Linked DNA regions of Mus musculus: regions 2, 3, 4 and 5 are each linked to region 1. A link is a contact called in public ChIA-PET, HiChIP or PLAC-seq and promoter capture Hi-C data. All regions are on one chromosome and are shown on one strand. The core of a region is the stretch at or near the end of the contact, and the rest is flanking DNA. Distances in the headings are between cores, read along the strand shown. Region 1 holds the start of E430018J23Rik (RIKEN cDNA E430018J23 gene). Region 2 holds the start of Hsd3b7 (hydroxy-delta-5-steroid dehydrogenase, 3 beta- and steroid delta-isomerase 7). Region 3 holds the start of Stx1b (syntaxin 1B). Region 4 holds the start of Taok2 (TAO kinase 2). Region 5 has its middle 25 kb from the start of Gm39090.

Region 1 (2,700 bases), core at 33-2,532:
TGTGCACCGCAACAGTGGGGTGCCCCTGCTGAGAGTTCTTGAAAAGCAGCTCCAAGTTGCAAGAAGGGGAAGCAAAGGAGGGGCGTGGCTCCATAGGCCCAGCTTCTGGAGAAAGTATCTTCTTGGTTGCCTTGGTCTCTTCCCTTGGTCTCTTCCCTTCCTTCTCGTGCCTGCAATCTGCTGGGAGACCATGACAAAGCTCAGACTCTGACTCTACTGCCCCTCGATTCCCACAGCCCCACATGGAAACAGGGCACAGGAGGGGAGAGGCCACAGCATCTGAGCATGCGTGGTGCACAGATGTCCAGATGCAGCATAAAGAAAGGTGTCTGTGTGGTCCCCATTCCCAAGTGCAGTGAGCTAAGCACTTGTCAGAGGTGGACAGCAAGAACTGAAGGAGACTCCAGAACGCAGTCACAGAGATGGCAGCAGAGGAGTGGGAACGAGGGGCTACAACCTATACAGCCTAGTGACCCTGTAGATATGAGGTGAGAGCACTGGACAGAACCCTTTTCAGATGAATCCAGGGGCCAGCCATCATGGCTTTGGCCAAGAAACAGAAAAACAGGGAAGAAACTGCCAGGCAGTAAGTGCAGTCACTAGAAGACACCACACAGGCTGGCAACACAGAAGTTTCCCCAGGCAAGTACCCAGTCCTTCACCTGAGTGGACTTCTGTCCTGCACATGGCCACCTCTGGCTCCTGGGCACCGGGTCCCCACACTTCGGACTCTTCCTCCACCCAGCAGATGAGCGCTGGTTTGTCGCCCCCGACTTCTGGAGGGAAAGATAGCAAACCCCACGAGTCAGGTCGACCCACTTGTTACGACCACCCGTACCCAGGGAACTCCGATCCACCGCATGACCCACAGTGTCAAGGGCTACGCGAACCCAGGCGGCCAGGAAGGTTCTCACCCAGAGAGGCCAGGAGACCATAGGTCTCGCGCATCACCTCTCGGTACAGGGTTCTCTGCGCCGGCCGCAGACACCTCCACTCCTCCGGGGAGAAGTACACGGCCACGTCCGCGAAGCTCACAGTCCCAGGCTTAAGGAATGCAGGCCAAGCGGAGGCCCTTTCCGGGGCCATCCGCGGCGCCATGGGGACTCCCCGCACTGTTCCGTGATCTGCCTGGCGTCCCCTGGATCGCCTGCCAGATCCTAGGTTGCCGCGGTGGGGTACCAGGGCTGAGAAAGGACATATATCAGGTCCGTGAGCACCCTAATGTAGGTGAAAATTGAAGATTCCTAGAAGCAGGTACAGATGCAAGACGTGGTGATGAACTCATAGAAATGGTAGCAGTATTTGTGCATAAACGTGTGGGGGCGGGGCGGGGCGGGGCGGGGCGGGGAGTAACAAGAACCTTGATCCCTGGGGTCCCGCCCAAGGTTACGTCACCGGATTTCCTGGGTCATTGTTTTCTAGCCCTCATCCAAAATGGCCAAAGTGTCTACAAGTGCCAATCTAAGACCAAGACTGAAGTGGACGTGCCTATGTGGGCGGGGACTCCAGGACCGCGAGTATCGTGCAGTTGAGGAATGGTACAGATTCTGTGTGTTCACACCACTCTCAAGTTAAGCTAGGTGGAAGCAGTCTGTGAATTTTGGGTTGGGGTAGAATCTGAGAAAACTCATTTCAGAGATAGAAGTTTAAAAATGAAAGCTTTATTTCTGTGCACGCGTATGTAGTGGCCAATTTGGGAGCTGAACAGCATCCCGGAACAGAGCTTATATAACGTTTTCATAGGATGAAAACACAAAGCAAGGGGGACTTGGGTGCACTGTTGCGTTAGTCAGTCTTTCACACAATGGGTTAAGCAAGGAAGTTAACTTTGGTGACTGGACCTCATCAGCGTCACTTTGTTTCAGGTTCCTTGATTTAGCTTTTGCAGCCAGGTCGCATCCTGGACTGGTCTGGAATTTAGAATGATAAGGGAACAATGGAGTGGGCAATCTGCACATTTATGACTTGTGTGCCTTAGTTTAGACAGCAAATAACAGCAACATCCCTCTTTACAGCCTTTACTGGATAACAAACATGAAACACCTAAAGTCACAGGATAGTTGTTAGTTCCAGCCTGGGATCCTGAACCCTGTCAGCAAGATGGAGGTCCAGCAATGGCTGGACTCAGGAATTAACAGGTGTTTGGTGTTTTTCTTCTGGTCAGTGTATTGTGGAGCCCCAGAAAGCCTGTGGCAGGAAGAATATTAATAAGCTAGAAAGTATAGCAGTCTCAGAGGTTGTTTCCACCAGCTTGGTCTACACATCTCAAAGTAGTTGAGAAATACTGTCCTTGACACATGTCTGAGATCATAGAGCTGGTCTTTGATCAGCCAGGACACTCGGAACATTCACGACCTAATCTTCTAAAACTCTACATCTGCCCATCTGGATTTTTTTTCCCCTTCACTTCCAGGAAGGAATTAAAGTTTCTGGGAAGATTGTGAGATTCCCATGAAATATCCAAGAGAGGAATGAGGCCCTACTCACGGTCATATACATCCAGGTTTTCAGTCTGGTTCATTGCTATTTTAATATAAAATACCTACCTATGAAAGGAATCTTGGCTGGGCAGTGGTGGCACACGCCTTTAATCCCAGCACTTGGGAGGCAGAGGCAGGCGGATTTCAGAGTTTGAGGCCAGCCTGGTCTACAGAATGAGTTCCAGGACAGCTAGGGCTACCTAGAAAGCCTGTCTCGAAA
Region 2 (2,700 bases), core at 19-2,518, 410 kb after region 1:
TCAGAAAAAGATTGTCATCTACTCGAAGCAGCCCATCGGCGTGGATGAGGAGATCACCTACGACTACAAGTTCCCACTAGAAGACAACAAGATTCCGTGTCTGTGCGGCACTGAAAGTTGCCGTGGCTCCCTCAACTGAGGTGGGGCAGGACCGGTGCCCTCACCCCTATTTATTCCCCCTTGGTGCCCTAAGCTCCCAGCACCCCAGCCTTATTGGGCTCAGCAGGGCCCACTGCCCCCACCTTCACGTGGGATAGGGAGCACTGAGGCCAACAAGGGAGCCTCAGTCCTTTGAGGCATCTGCTGCCTCCCCTATGCCCCATGCCCAAACACCCTCTTAATTTTTTTTTCTTTGCGAAGAAGAAGCTGTAAATGTTTTGTAGCTGCCAGCAGCTGTTTCCTGTGGAAACCTGGGGTACCAGCCTGTATAGATGCTATTCTTGGGGGCTGCATAGCCCTTTGCTTCATGTTAATGGGGACTTCCCCTTCTGCCCTATGTGCACCCCGCCCCAGTTTAGGGGTCTCTGGGGCAGTGGCCATGTTCTCCCCCTGGGGGGGCCTTTGGCCCCTAGTCCTGGGAACTCTGTGCCTGGAACCCTGCCTCATCTGTTCCTGCCAGACCCTGTGGGTCACCCTCCCACCCTGGTGTCTCAGGGCTCTGGCTCAGTGGGCCAGGATGGTGGGGGGCAGGCCCTTCTTGTTGGGCTGGATTGTACATAATGTTAATAGTGAAACCCAACACCACATTTTTATAATTGTGATTAAACTTTATTGTACAAAAATGCTTGGTCAGTATCTTTGGGAAGAGCAGACTGGGATGCAAGTTGCCACAGTGGGTGAAGCAGGAGAGAGGGGGAATGGGTGGCTTTGAGTTTGGGGTGAATCAACCTGCAGACCGCAGTGCTGCTTTGGACCAACCACCTAGATACAACAAACATGCCAGATCTGTCTCACTATGGATGCTAGCCAGAATTATGTCAAGATCAGGTTTACCCTGCTCTCCCTCCCAGAACCATAGCTGGTGCTGGGCCTTCAGCCTACTGGGAGACCCAGCAGGAGGGACAAACATATCAGTGATGGGGGCATCCCTTCCCTACCCTATTATCCTGAAATACACTACCAAATGGGCAGGTTCTGTCCTTTGCCTGCCACTGAAGAGTGGACTGGCCACCAGGGGGCACTCTGGCAAGAAAATTCCCTCCAAACCCCCTTGCCCGCCCCTAGGGGTGGAGGCTAGGCTGGTCTCCTTCCTGGAATGGGTCAGGAGGGAGGAGCGAGCGGAAGGAAGGAAGCCTATGTACATCTAGCTGGTCCACCAGTCCAGGACACAACCTCCTCCAGTGGCCAGTTTGTGCGCCCTGGGACTTACTACAGGTAGGCAGAGCTGATACTGAGGCCCAGCTGGCCTGCCTTTTAGCCTGCGCCCTTCCAACCTCCCTATTCAACTCCTTGCTTTCTCTGCCTGTCCTTTAGTAATCTAGTCTTTTTTTTTTTTTTTTTTTTTCCCCCCACCCGCCTCAATCCCTCCCATTCTGCATCCAATTCTAGTGACTCAGCAGTTAGGGTCAGAGGGCAGGGAGCCTTAGTGCTACAGGCACAGAAAACTGCAACCCACCCCTGCTACTCAGCCTCTCCACCCACACTGCTCCCACCTAATGATCCCTTCTATGAAGAACACATGGTTGGAGCAGGTGCTACCAGGCAATTCTAGTGAGCTAAATTCTCTTCCCACAGCTGGGCATGGCAGACTCTGCACAGGTGCCAACACTGGTATACCTGGTCACAGGTGGCTGCGGCTTCCTGGGGGAACATATTGTTCGGATGCTGCTGGAACGGGAGCCCAGGCTCCGGGAGCTGCGTGTCTTTGACCTGCACCTGAGTTCTTGGCTGGAGGAGCTGAAAGCAGGTGACTGGAGTGGGGCAGTAGCAGGAGGTAGGGAGGCCCCATCCCTTCCCAGACTGGGATACCTCAGCTTATGGAAAAGATGATTCCTGTTTGTTCTCCACCAGACAGAGGGGCCGGGTGAGTCATTGGTTCATGTGGCTTCCAGGGTGTGGACAGGCCAAACTCAGCAGCTGGCTAAGGCCCCAGCTCTGACACTGCCTCGGGTCTCCACCAGGGCCTGTGCAGGTGACTGCCATCCAGGGGGATGTGACTCAGGCCCATGAGGTGGCAGCAGCCATGTCTGGATCACATGTGGTCATCCATACAGCTGGGTTGGTGGATGTGTTTGGGAAGGCCAGTCCAAAGACCATCCACAAAGTCAACGTGCAGGGTGAGCTGCTACCTACCTGTTGGCCCCTAGTGTGTGGCCTGCCTCTGACCAGTGATTTTTATGGGAGGGCCTGTCCTTTTTGATAACCTTGTCCATTTACTGCTGTCGAACCCTGTCCTGACCTGATGCGGTTCTCCTTGGACACTGGGGGGGGGGGGGGGGCAGAAGGAGTGAGAGGCGGGAAGACACAGCTTGCGTCTGTCCCTTTCCTCCATAGGCACACAGAATGTGATTGATGCTTGTGTGCAGACTGGCACTCAGTACCTGGTCTACACGAGCAGCATGGAAGTGGTGGGGCCTAACATCAAGGGCCACCCCTTCTACAGGTGAGCTCAGCCCCACTTAATCTTAGAGCCCATTTCCCTCCAGCACTCAGTCTTCTTTCTCCCCTCTCCAGGGGCAATGAAGATACCCCATATGAGGC
Region 3 (2,700 bases), core at 194-2,693, 430 kb after region 1:
GGCCGGAGGGTGTAGTCCCATGGTCAACTCGGCAGCCTGGAGGCCCCTGAGCCATTTGACCTGTACCACACACATACTTGCTTGATGACCTTGGGCCAGTCCCTTCCCATCCCTGAACCTCAGTTTCCCAATCTGTCACGTAGAGTAACAATCCCTTGGAATTCTGACATATCCCAATCCAGAGGCCACTGTCACACAGCAAACTGGAACCTCAAGCTCCTTGGGCTCATGTCATTCTTAAAATGTCTCGGCACCCTCCCTGCCCAAAACCATTCTCAGCAGGCGAGCACAGTCCCTCCAAAGAGCAGCCTCCCCTGCAGCCCCCCACCTTTCCTCCTCCAGCTCTGCTGGCCAACCGCCTGGAGCCTGGCCCCTGGCTTCCAGCAGCCTGCCCCTGGCTGCTCCCATGCTCCAGTTCCCCCAAGCACTGTGTGGCCTATGTCACACAACCCAATTCTGTGACCTGGTGGATGGATCTTTCTCTCCTCTCTCACCTTTGGGGTCACCTAAGCTGAGGCTCTGGCCCAGGGGAACTCAGTCACACACACACACACACACACACACACACACACTCCCCCTCTGAGCAGTGCCCTCTCCCCACGGAGCAACATACCAGTGCGCGTGCGCGTGGACACACACACACACACACACACACACACACCACCACCACCACCACCACCACCACCACCACCAGTACCACCACACACTTCATTCACTGCCAGGTGCTGGCATCTAGTTCCAACCTGTGTCCTCCATAGCATCCCAAATCTGGGTCCTCCTGGACCCGGCCTGGCCAGCAACCACCCCCTCCATCCGCCTAATTTGACAAGCCTGCTCTAGGGGATGATGGTGTCCCCCAATCCTCTCTTGACATTCACTTTCTCCCACCCCCAGGTTAGATTCTAGGGTCCTCCCGGGCATTTGGGCTGCCCAGGCCCCTGAGACCTCTCCTGCCCCCTTGTGTCTTAATGGCCTCCAACTCCTTCCAGCCACTGTCCTCCAATTGCAGGTTCACTGGAGATACCAGGTGCCAGGAGATGTGAGGGCTCCTGGCTTCCAACCTCTAGTCTCATCATTTGCTCCCCATGTCTCAGAACCTCCCCCACTCCATCCCCCAAGCGCTCCCCAAATACAGGGTCCCGCCTCCCCACCTCTCCCACCCCTTAGCTCACACTCCGCAGCTCCTGAGTCCGATCCTTCATCCTGCGACGGGCTCCTCCTCCCCTTCTTCGTCCTCCCGCCTCCGCTGCTGCTCTCTGCCTCTTGCCTCTGTCCTGGAGGCCGGGGTCTGGGGGCACCGGGCTAGACCTCCGAGGGATGTGCGGATAAGGTGCGCGGCGGGGGGGCGGGGAGCTAAGGCCAGGCAGAGACAGGGGCCTGGGCCGACTGGGCTCTGCCTAGGCTGCGGTGGCGATGCGGCTGCGGCACAGGGTTGGATGGAGGGATGCGGGAGCCGAGGCGCGGGGGAGGGGGGCGGAGGGAGGTGAGGAGGAAGGGAGGGAGGGGGAGCGGAGGGGGCGGGGAGCAGGGGGCATGCGCAGCGCCCCGGGCTGGGGGCGCCTGGGGGTTGTAGTCCGGGGAGGGGCACCCAAGGGAGGGGCACTGGGGAGGCCCAGAAGTTGGGAGGGGGGAGCCCAAGAAGCTCGGAGAGATGCAGAGGCAGGGATAGAGATGCTGGGTAAACTGCAGTTGGGGTGGACCGTCAGAGAAGGTCTAAGGCAATGAACTAAGGGACTAACCTGAGAGGAGCGGAGTGTCTGTGAGCCTACGCAGGACTTCCTTTTATCCTGTCCCTTCGGCTCTGCGGAAGAGTCTTTTGGGCATTAGAAATAACAAACCTGACCCTGTATGTGGCTATTGCTTGCTGAGAAGGACATGGGGCTTGTTCTGTACATCCTTTGTCACCCTACCTGAGAGTGCCCTGGCACTGGTGGATCTCAGCTTGTCAACCCCCAAGAACAGAGTGGTCACTACCTGCTGAGACTTTTGGTCTGGGATTTTGGATGACTGTGTTAAAAATGATATTTATCTTGGCCTAGAGTGAATCTCAGTGGTATATGCTTGCCTGCAAGGCCCTGGGTTCCATCCCCCAAGCCGGGGGTTGGGGTGAGGATGGGGATGCAGAAGGAAGGAAGATGTCTGCTGGGAGTAGAATCTTTGGTGGTGGTGGGGGTGTAGAATCTTGAATCTGGTGCTGCAGAAGGTCCAGAGAGCCTGCCACCCTCTGCTCTCCCTCCTTCCATCCTATCCTTAAATATTACTTCAGTTCTTCTTCTCATGGCAGTGGGGTTTGGACTCCCAGTTGGGTGGGCTTCCACCCTGCTTTTGCCAAATACCCAGTAACTACCTTAAGACACCATTCATCTGTGTCATGGCAGGCAGGGCCTACCGTCTGTGACCTTCAACAGTTCCTACAGCCAAGACAAGACTCTCTTCTTGTCTCCTCACCTCGCCTGCCCCCGCCCCCCACGTCCCACGCCCTTAACCTCTGAGTTCTGCCTCCCCCCTCCCTCCAGTTCTTCCTCTGATCTGTGACCCTCAGTCAGGGCTCCTGGGAGCTAAGTTATCTTCTTCCTTTTTAATCCCTCTGACTTTACGTACACGTGTATGTAGGTGTGCTCACTTGTACATGTGCACACATGTAGGTCAAAGGTCAGTGTTGGGTGGCTTCTGTCATTCCCCACCTTACTTGTAGTTTTT
Region 4 (2,700 bases), core at 90-2,589, 510 kb before region 1:
AGACTAGAAAGGTGGAAAGCCATTTGATTGGCTAAGCATCCTAGGGCGTGACCCTTGGTGACAAGACAGGCCCTGTCACCTGAGAGTACCCCTTCAACCAGACACAATGAAGGCAAGAGAAAGGGAGAAGAGGTAGCAACAGAAGCAGACTGGGCTGGCCAGAGACTGACCATGGGCCCAACAGGAATCCCTATCCTGAGGAGAGGGCCTACCCAGCCCCAGCTTCTCGGCATGGAGCTGACCAGAGGGGCTCATGCCCATACACCCATGTCTCTCACCTGGTAGGGGTCACTATGGTGCCCCAGCGCCTCCGCTTCCGCCTGGGGTACTCCAGTTGCTCTGACAAGCAGGGAGAGGGGCAAGGAGACCTTCCCCCTCGCCACCTCTTCCTCAGCTTTCGCCCTTCCTGAGGGGCGGGCCCGGGAAGCCTCCCCTGGAGGGGAGGGGGTGACAACCTGATCTGACCTCGCGGTCCAGTCCTCCCCCAACTCGAGGGCGACAGTTGCTGAATCCCGGATTTCCGATTGTGGGGTCTGAGCCCCGTATATTTGCAAGGGCTAAAAATGAGTCCGATATCTGATCGCTTGGAGGATGAACCCCGGATATTGGTGCACACAGGGTCCTGAATCCCAGGTATTTTAAATTCTATAAAACAGAGACCCAGGTTTGTAAAGGTTGGGACTTTGGGTCCCAGATATCTGATATACGAGGGTTTGATACCTGGGTATCTGAGAAACAAGGGACCAAGCCCCAAAATTTGGGACCCAGGGGCCTGAGCCCCAGGTCTTCGGCCACGACAAGGGGCCCACCCCGAGGACGCCCGGCTGCACGGCCCCTCTAAGGCTGGGGTCCGAGAGTGACAGCCCCTACTCCAGCCCTGGCCTACTCCCTTTCCCGTCCTCTCTCTCCGGAACAGCTGAAGGACTGTAGCGGAGGCGCTGCTGATGGTCCCTGTGCCTCACTCCCTTTCCTTTTCGTCTCAGCTTCTCACCGCACCACAGCCCTGCTCTCGTCCCGGCCTCCCTCTCTCTCCCTCTCTCTCTTCCTCCCAATTCCAAGATGGAGACCGGGCGGGAGCGCGCAGGCGCGGTATGCACGCCGGGCCAAAGGGGTGGGGCCCCAAAGGAAATAGCCCCGCCCCTCGCCAGTAGCCGCCGCGGCCCAGACGACAAGCTGCCTTCGAGCCCAAGTGCGCGCGCGCCCCGCCACGCGGATCCTTGGTGGGAAGAGGAGAGGAGAAAGGCTTGGCTTGCTTGGGGTGGAGCCCAAGCGCGCGGTCCAAGGACTGCTGGTGGAGAGAGCTGTGGCGCATGCGCCCGCCACGCTTTCGCGCTGCGACTGAGCCTGTTGCTAGGGGAAGCTCTGAGGGGGTGCTCTAGGAAGGAAAGCTGTGGTCTGCGCCTGCGTGCAGGGTAAAGGCTGAAAGGAGTAAAGCAAGGCTGCTGGCAGCTGGGCGCCGGAAAGGCGGGAAACCGGACCATTATTATGTTCACAAGTATCTAAACTAAACCTGAGCTCCCAAGTGCGAGAACGATGTGCCAAAGTTCGGAAAACCCAATGGGTCAAATCCCTACTGGAAAATTGAGGTCCAGTAGGATTGTATAACTTGCCAAAACGCATTAAGCATTTCATACACAGAACATCAATTTAAGTTCATGGAAGAAAACAAATGACAAAGTAGCACAGTTGTGTTCACAGTGTGTCTAAAGAGTATATAGTGCTAGATTAATGCTTACAATTCCAGCACTCAGCAAGCTGAGGCTGAGGCAGGAGGATACCAGTTCTGCAGGGTATGTAACCTAATGGAGTTCCAGTATCAAAAACAAAAAACAAACAGACACACAAACAAACAAAGAACAAAAAACCACAAATATTTTCCAAAGCAAATCCACCAACACGGCCACAGTTTTAAGTGACCTATGCCAACTTGTATTTCAAACTAAGGTCAACAAGGGTAACAAGACGCTAATCATCAGGAAACTAGAGAGGGTGACATCCAAAGATTTTGAGTTCCAGGCCAGGGGGCCCAGGCTTTTCATCCCAGCAACTTGAGAGGTAGAGGCAGGCAGATCTCTGAATTTGAAGCCAGCTAGGGCTCTATAGTGAGACGTGACAAAACAAGGCTGGGGAGCCTGTTCAGTGGTAGAGTGCTTGCCTGCCTAGTGTAGGCGAGGCTCTACATTCAACCCACAGTGCCACAAAATTGGACAGGAGCAAAATGACTAAGTATGTGCTTGCTGAGAAAAGGCTGGTAACCTGTGTTCTATCCCCTGAACCCATGCAAGGGTTGAGGAAGAGAGCACAACTGCTCTGGGACCCCCATGCACGGGCCATGGCATGAGCACACCCAATAAGAAAGAAAAGCCCCCATGGAGTGGTGGCATGTGCCTTTCATCCCAGCACTTAGGAGGCAAAGGCAGGAGGATCTCTGAGTTCTAGGCCAGCTTGGTCTGCAAAGTAAGTTCCAGAACAGCCAGGGATACATAGAGAAACTGTCTCGAAAAACAAAACAAAAAAATTCTTTTACGTCAACAAGGAAAAGTCCCCAGTATTTACTTTAATCCAATCCCCAGTAAGTACCTTACACAATAGTAGTCAAAAGCCATTTATTTTCCCACAGTCTAGTTCTTCACTTTTTGTAATAGGTCTTCTAAACTCAGAAGTGGGCCCCAAGAACTTGACCTGTACCTGGAGAAAAGG
Region 5 (2,700 bases), core at 62-2,561, 270 kb after region 1:
AACTACTACCCAGTGACACACACTGGCAGTTTCTACCTTTTGAATATTTAAGGCTTGCAGCTCTTTTAAACTACGATGAACTGTGAGTTTCTTAGCTTTTAAGATACAGAGAGTTATGAAAAATACAAAGTAGGACTTTCTGGACCTCCCCAGAATTCCTATGTTTCATTTCTGAATCTTGAAAACTAGTATCTGTGTTTGAAACGTGAAAACTTCTGCCCCATTGGTAGTTCAGAAGTCTAATTAATAAATGTTTGTTACTTGAAGTTCCCCAGTCACTTGGCATGACAGCCCATGGCTTCTGGGAAGTCGCCAATCAGGAGCTGGGCCTAGATGATGCTTCCTGTATCAATGGCACTCCAGAGAGGAATCTGAGGGACCCAGGGGCTGAGCTCAAGTCCCTTACCACTCAATGTCCATGTCATCTCAGTTATGGACACAGAACATCTGCTTACCTTATTACTCAAAAAACAACAAACAAACAAACAAAGAAGGCCTAAGCTGGGTATGGTGTCGCTCACCTTTAATCCCAGCACTGGAGAGGCAGAGATAGACAGACCTCTGTGAGTTCAAGACTGGCCTGGTCTAGTGGGTTCATGGCCAGCAGAGGAAGAAAGGAAGGAAGGAAGGAAGGAAGGAAGGAAGGAAGGAAGGAAGGAAGGAAGGAAGGAAGGAAGGTAGGTCAGGCAGAAGAAAGTTAAAATTAAAAGTCCTTTGTAATTTGCCACTGAGAAAAATGGATGTTCCTTCAATGAACGCCTCAACAAAGCTCACAGCTGCAGCCCACCTGCATGCCCAGCACAAAAAGTGGTACACTAGCAGGGACTGTGGAGTCAGGTGGGTAGACTGGATGTGAATGCTGGCTCTGCCACAGACAGGCTGTGTGACTTGGGGCAAGCTCTTTAACCTCCTGGTTGCTTGTTTTCTATATCTGTAAAATGTGAAAGTAACAGGATCTATGACAGGAGTGCTGCATTAAATAAGTCCCACAAGTTGCAATATGTAGTACAGTTAGCTCTCTGTGGTACAGGAGACACTACCTCCTGGCCAAGTGAGTTGTCAAGTCGGAGGCAAGAGGTTGATGAAAGCCCTTGGAATCACTCAGATGGCTCATCTGCCATGAGTTTCTCAAAGTGGGTAGTTTCCAGGTAGATTTGGCAGTGCTGGACCACATGTCTCCATCCATTCCTGGGGCAGGAGGCTGTGGCCTGGTCTGAAAGGTCACTGGGCCATGTGCACCCCTCGATTGACCTGAGGCAAGGTTGGCACCCTGGTTGGCACATGTCTTCTGGAGCCAAGGGTTAATTAGCAGGCCCAGAGTCCATAGGCTCGTGGAAGCGGGTGAGGCTGCCAGGTGCTTGCTGGAGTGGTGTCTCTACACACGGGCAATTGAATCTTCACACCATTCACAAGCTGTGGCATTACCTTTTGCCCAGTGCTTCAGGGGTTGCTCGCTGCTCAAGTCTTGCTGGTAGGGCCCCTCACCAGTGTAGATACTGTAGTTCCAAAGGTCGAAGGTCACCTCCAGGGGCCATGCCTGGCCCTTTGGTGGATGGCTGCCCTAAGTGTGTGAGGAGGTGACCAAGTTGGCATAGGATCCACCATTTTGTGTATTCAAGTTGCTTCTAGGCATCACCTAGAGATGTCCCCAGACATTCCCTGTCTGGGACCTGCTCTGGCCCAGTAGTTTTGGACCCACAGCAAGCAGGATGGATCCATAATTTAGGGACAGGGACAAGCAGAGAGCTGGCTGCCGACCTCCATTGCTGGCTGCGGGTGCCCAGCTCCAAAGCCCTCTCCACCCTTAAACGGTGTGGGTAAATGACTGGATCTTGAGGCAGCTAAGGAAGACCTAAGGGCCTCCCCTTGTGTGGTGGAACCCGCTCACCTCCCCTTCCCTTGTGGTATCGTCCTGGGTGCCCTCTGGGCCTTGCTCCCACTTCCGGGAGCTCTGGGTTCCGGAACCGTGGAAGTTGGCCGAGAATTTGTCCGGAGGCCTCTCCTGGGGAGAAGCCTCCTGAGGGGCTCGGTTTTCAGGCCTTTCTCTTGAAGGGCTCTCCTGGTGAGTCTCACGCCGGAATCCTGCAGGGAGAAAAGGAAATCTGGATAGTTGCTCTACAAGATGGAAAAGACCACAGAAGTCCGTGACAGAAGGCGGGGGGTGAATACTGCAAACAGCTCTTCTGTGTTTTTGTGTGCACGCCTGTTTGTGTGTGTGCACTTGAGAGGTAGAAGCAAATGGATCTCTGTGAGCTCAAGGGTCTAGTTTACTCCAGGACAGCTAAAGCTACAGAGTGAGACACTGTCTCAAAACTAAAGCAACGAGCAGATGAACCCCAAAAGAAGGCATTGATTTGCTTTGTGTGCATGGAGGGGAGTGGAGGCTCACTCGTGGAAACCAGAACACAATGATACACAGTGCTCTTGTCCCACCACGTGGATCCCCGGGATAGAACTCAGGCTGTCAAGTCTGGTGACAGGCACCTTAAATGGCTCAGCCATCTCGAGAACATCCCCTCCCCGCCAAGGCATTCATGTGAGCCATCAAACGTGCCAGGCAAACAATTTACCAAATAAATCTATTTCTGTGTTCTGACAGAAGCGGGAAGTTGAAGCACAGCCTGGTTAGAGAGCTGAAGGAGCTATTTCTGCAGACAGACACTATGGGCTTGCTTATCAGTCCCAGGATTTCCTTTCCCT

Evidence for each region. Promoter capture Hi-C pulls out the DNA fragments that hold promoters and counts their contacts. ChIA-PET counts read pairs in DNA pulled down with a chosen protein or histone mark. HiChIP or PLAC-seq counts read pairs in DNA pulled down with a chosen protein or histone mark.
Region 2: a contact with region 1 is called in a FOXA1 HiChIP or PLAC-seq map of pancreatic cancer cells. The contact joins the promoter of Hsd3b7 here to the promoter of E430018J23Rik in region 1. A contact is called at or near these places in 2 of 115 datasets of contacts at active chromatin or transcription factors (microglia and pancreatic cancer cells).
Region 3: a promoter capture Hi-C map of cranial neural crest shows a contact between it and region 1. The contact joins the promoter of Stx1b here to the promoter of E430018J23Rik in region 1. A contact is called at or near these places in 1 of 39 promoter capture datasets (cranial neural crest) and 1 of 115 datasets of contacts at active chromatin or transcription factors (bone marrow-derived macrophages).
Region 4: a contact with region 1 is called in an RNA polymerase II ChIA-PET map of memory CD8 T cells, with 16 read pairs. The contact joins the promoter of Taok2 here to the promoter of E430018J23Rik in region 1. A contact is called at or near these places in 1 of 39 promoter capture datasets (neural stem cells), 2 of 115 datasets of contacts at active chromatin or transcription factors (memory CD8 T cells and microglia) and 1 of 9 other capture datasets (liver).
Region 5: an H3K27ac HiChIP or PLAC-seq map of embryonic stem cells shows a contact between it and region 1, with 8 read pairs. The contact joins the enhancer-like site here to the promoter of E430018J23Rik in region 1. A contact is called at or near these places in 1 of 39 promoter capture datasets (erythroid cells), 3 of 115 datasets of contacts at active chromatin or transcription factors (bone marrow-derived macrophages and embryonic stem cells) and 2 of 9 other capture datasets (adipose tissue and liver).

Annotation. Positions count from the first base shown.
Region 1 is chr7:127,392,339-127,395,038 of GRCm38.p6, forward strand. E430018J23Rik (RIKEN cDNA E430018J23 gene) reads right to left here and starts at 1,283. Exons shown (of 3, transcript NM_198011.2): 1 at 915-1,283; 2 at 663-776; 3 at 1-177. The coding sequence starts at 1,098. It also overlaps a transcript of Zfp764 not described here.
Region 2 is chr7:127,799,341-127,802,040 of GRCm38.p6, forward strand. Hsd3b7 (hydroxy-delta-5-steroid dehydrogenase, 3 beta- and steroid delta-isomerase 7) reads left to right here and starts at 1,269. Exons shown (of 7, transcript NM_133943.2): 1 at 1,269-1,374; 2 at 1,735-1,906; 3 at 2,121-2,276; 4 at 2,494-2,602; 5 at 2,674-2,700. The coding sequence starts at 1,741. Setd1a (SET domain containing 1A) reads left to right here. Exons shown (of 19, transcript NM_178029.3): 19 at 1-782. The coding sequence ends at 139.
Region 3 is chr7:127,823,088-127,825,787 of GRCm38.p6, forward strand. It overlaps Stx1b (syntaxin 1B), which reads right to left and starts at 1,444. Exons shown (of 10, transcript NM_024414.2): 1 at 1,173-1,444. The coding sequence starts at 1,202.
Region 4 is chr7:126,883,628-126,886,327 of GRCm38.p6, forward strand. It overlaps Taok2 (TAO kinase 2), which reads right to left and starts at 1,340. Exons shown (of 16, transcript NM_001163775.2): 1 at 279-1,340. It overlaps Tmem219 (transmembrane protein 219), which reads right to left. Exons shown (of 6, transcript NM_026827.1): 6 at 2,592-2,688.
Region 5 is chr7:127,664,965-127,667,664 of GRCm38.p6, forward strand. It overlaps a transcript of Bcl7c not described here. Among named protein-coding and RNA genes, the nearest start is that of Gm39090, 25 kb to the right of the region's middle. Within about 2 kb of position 1,312, at least 18 of the 459 cell types and tissues checked have an H3K27ac peak or open chromatin away from gene starts, as enhancers often do. A contact at or near this core is called in embryonic stem cells and liver, where this site is marked.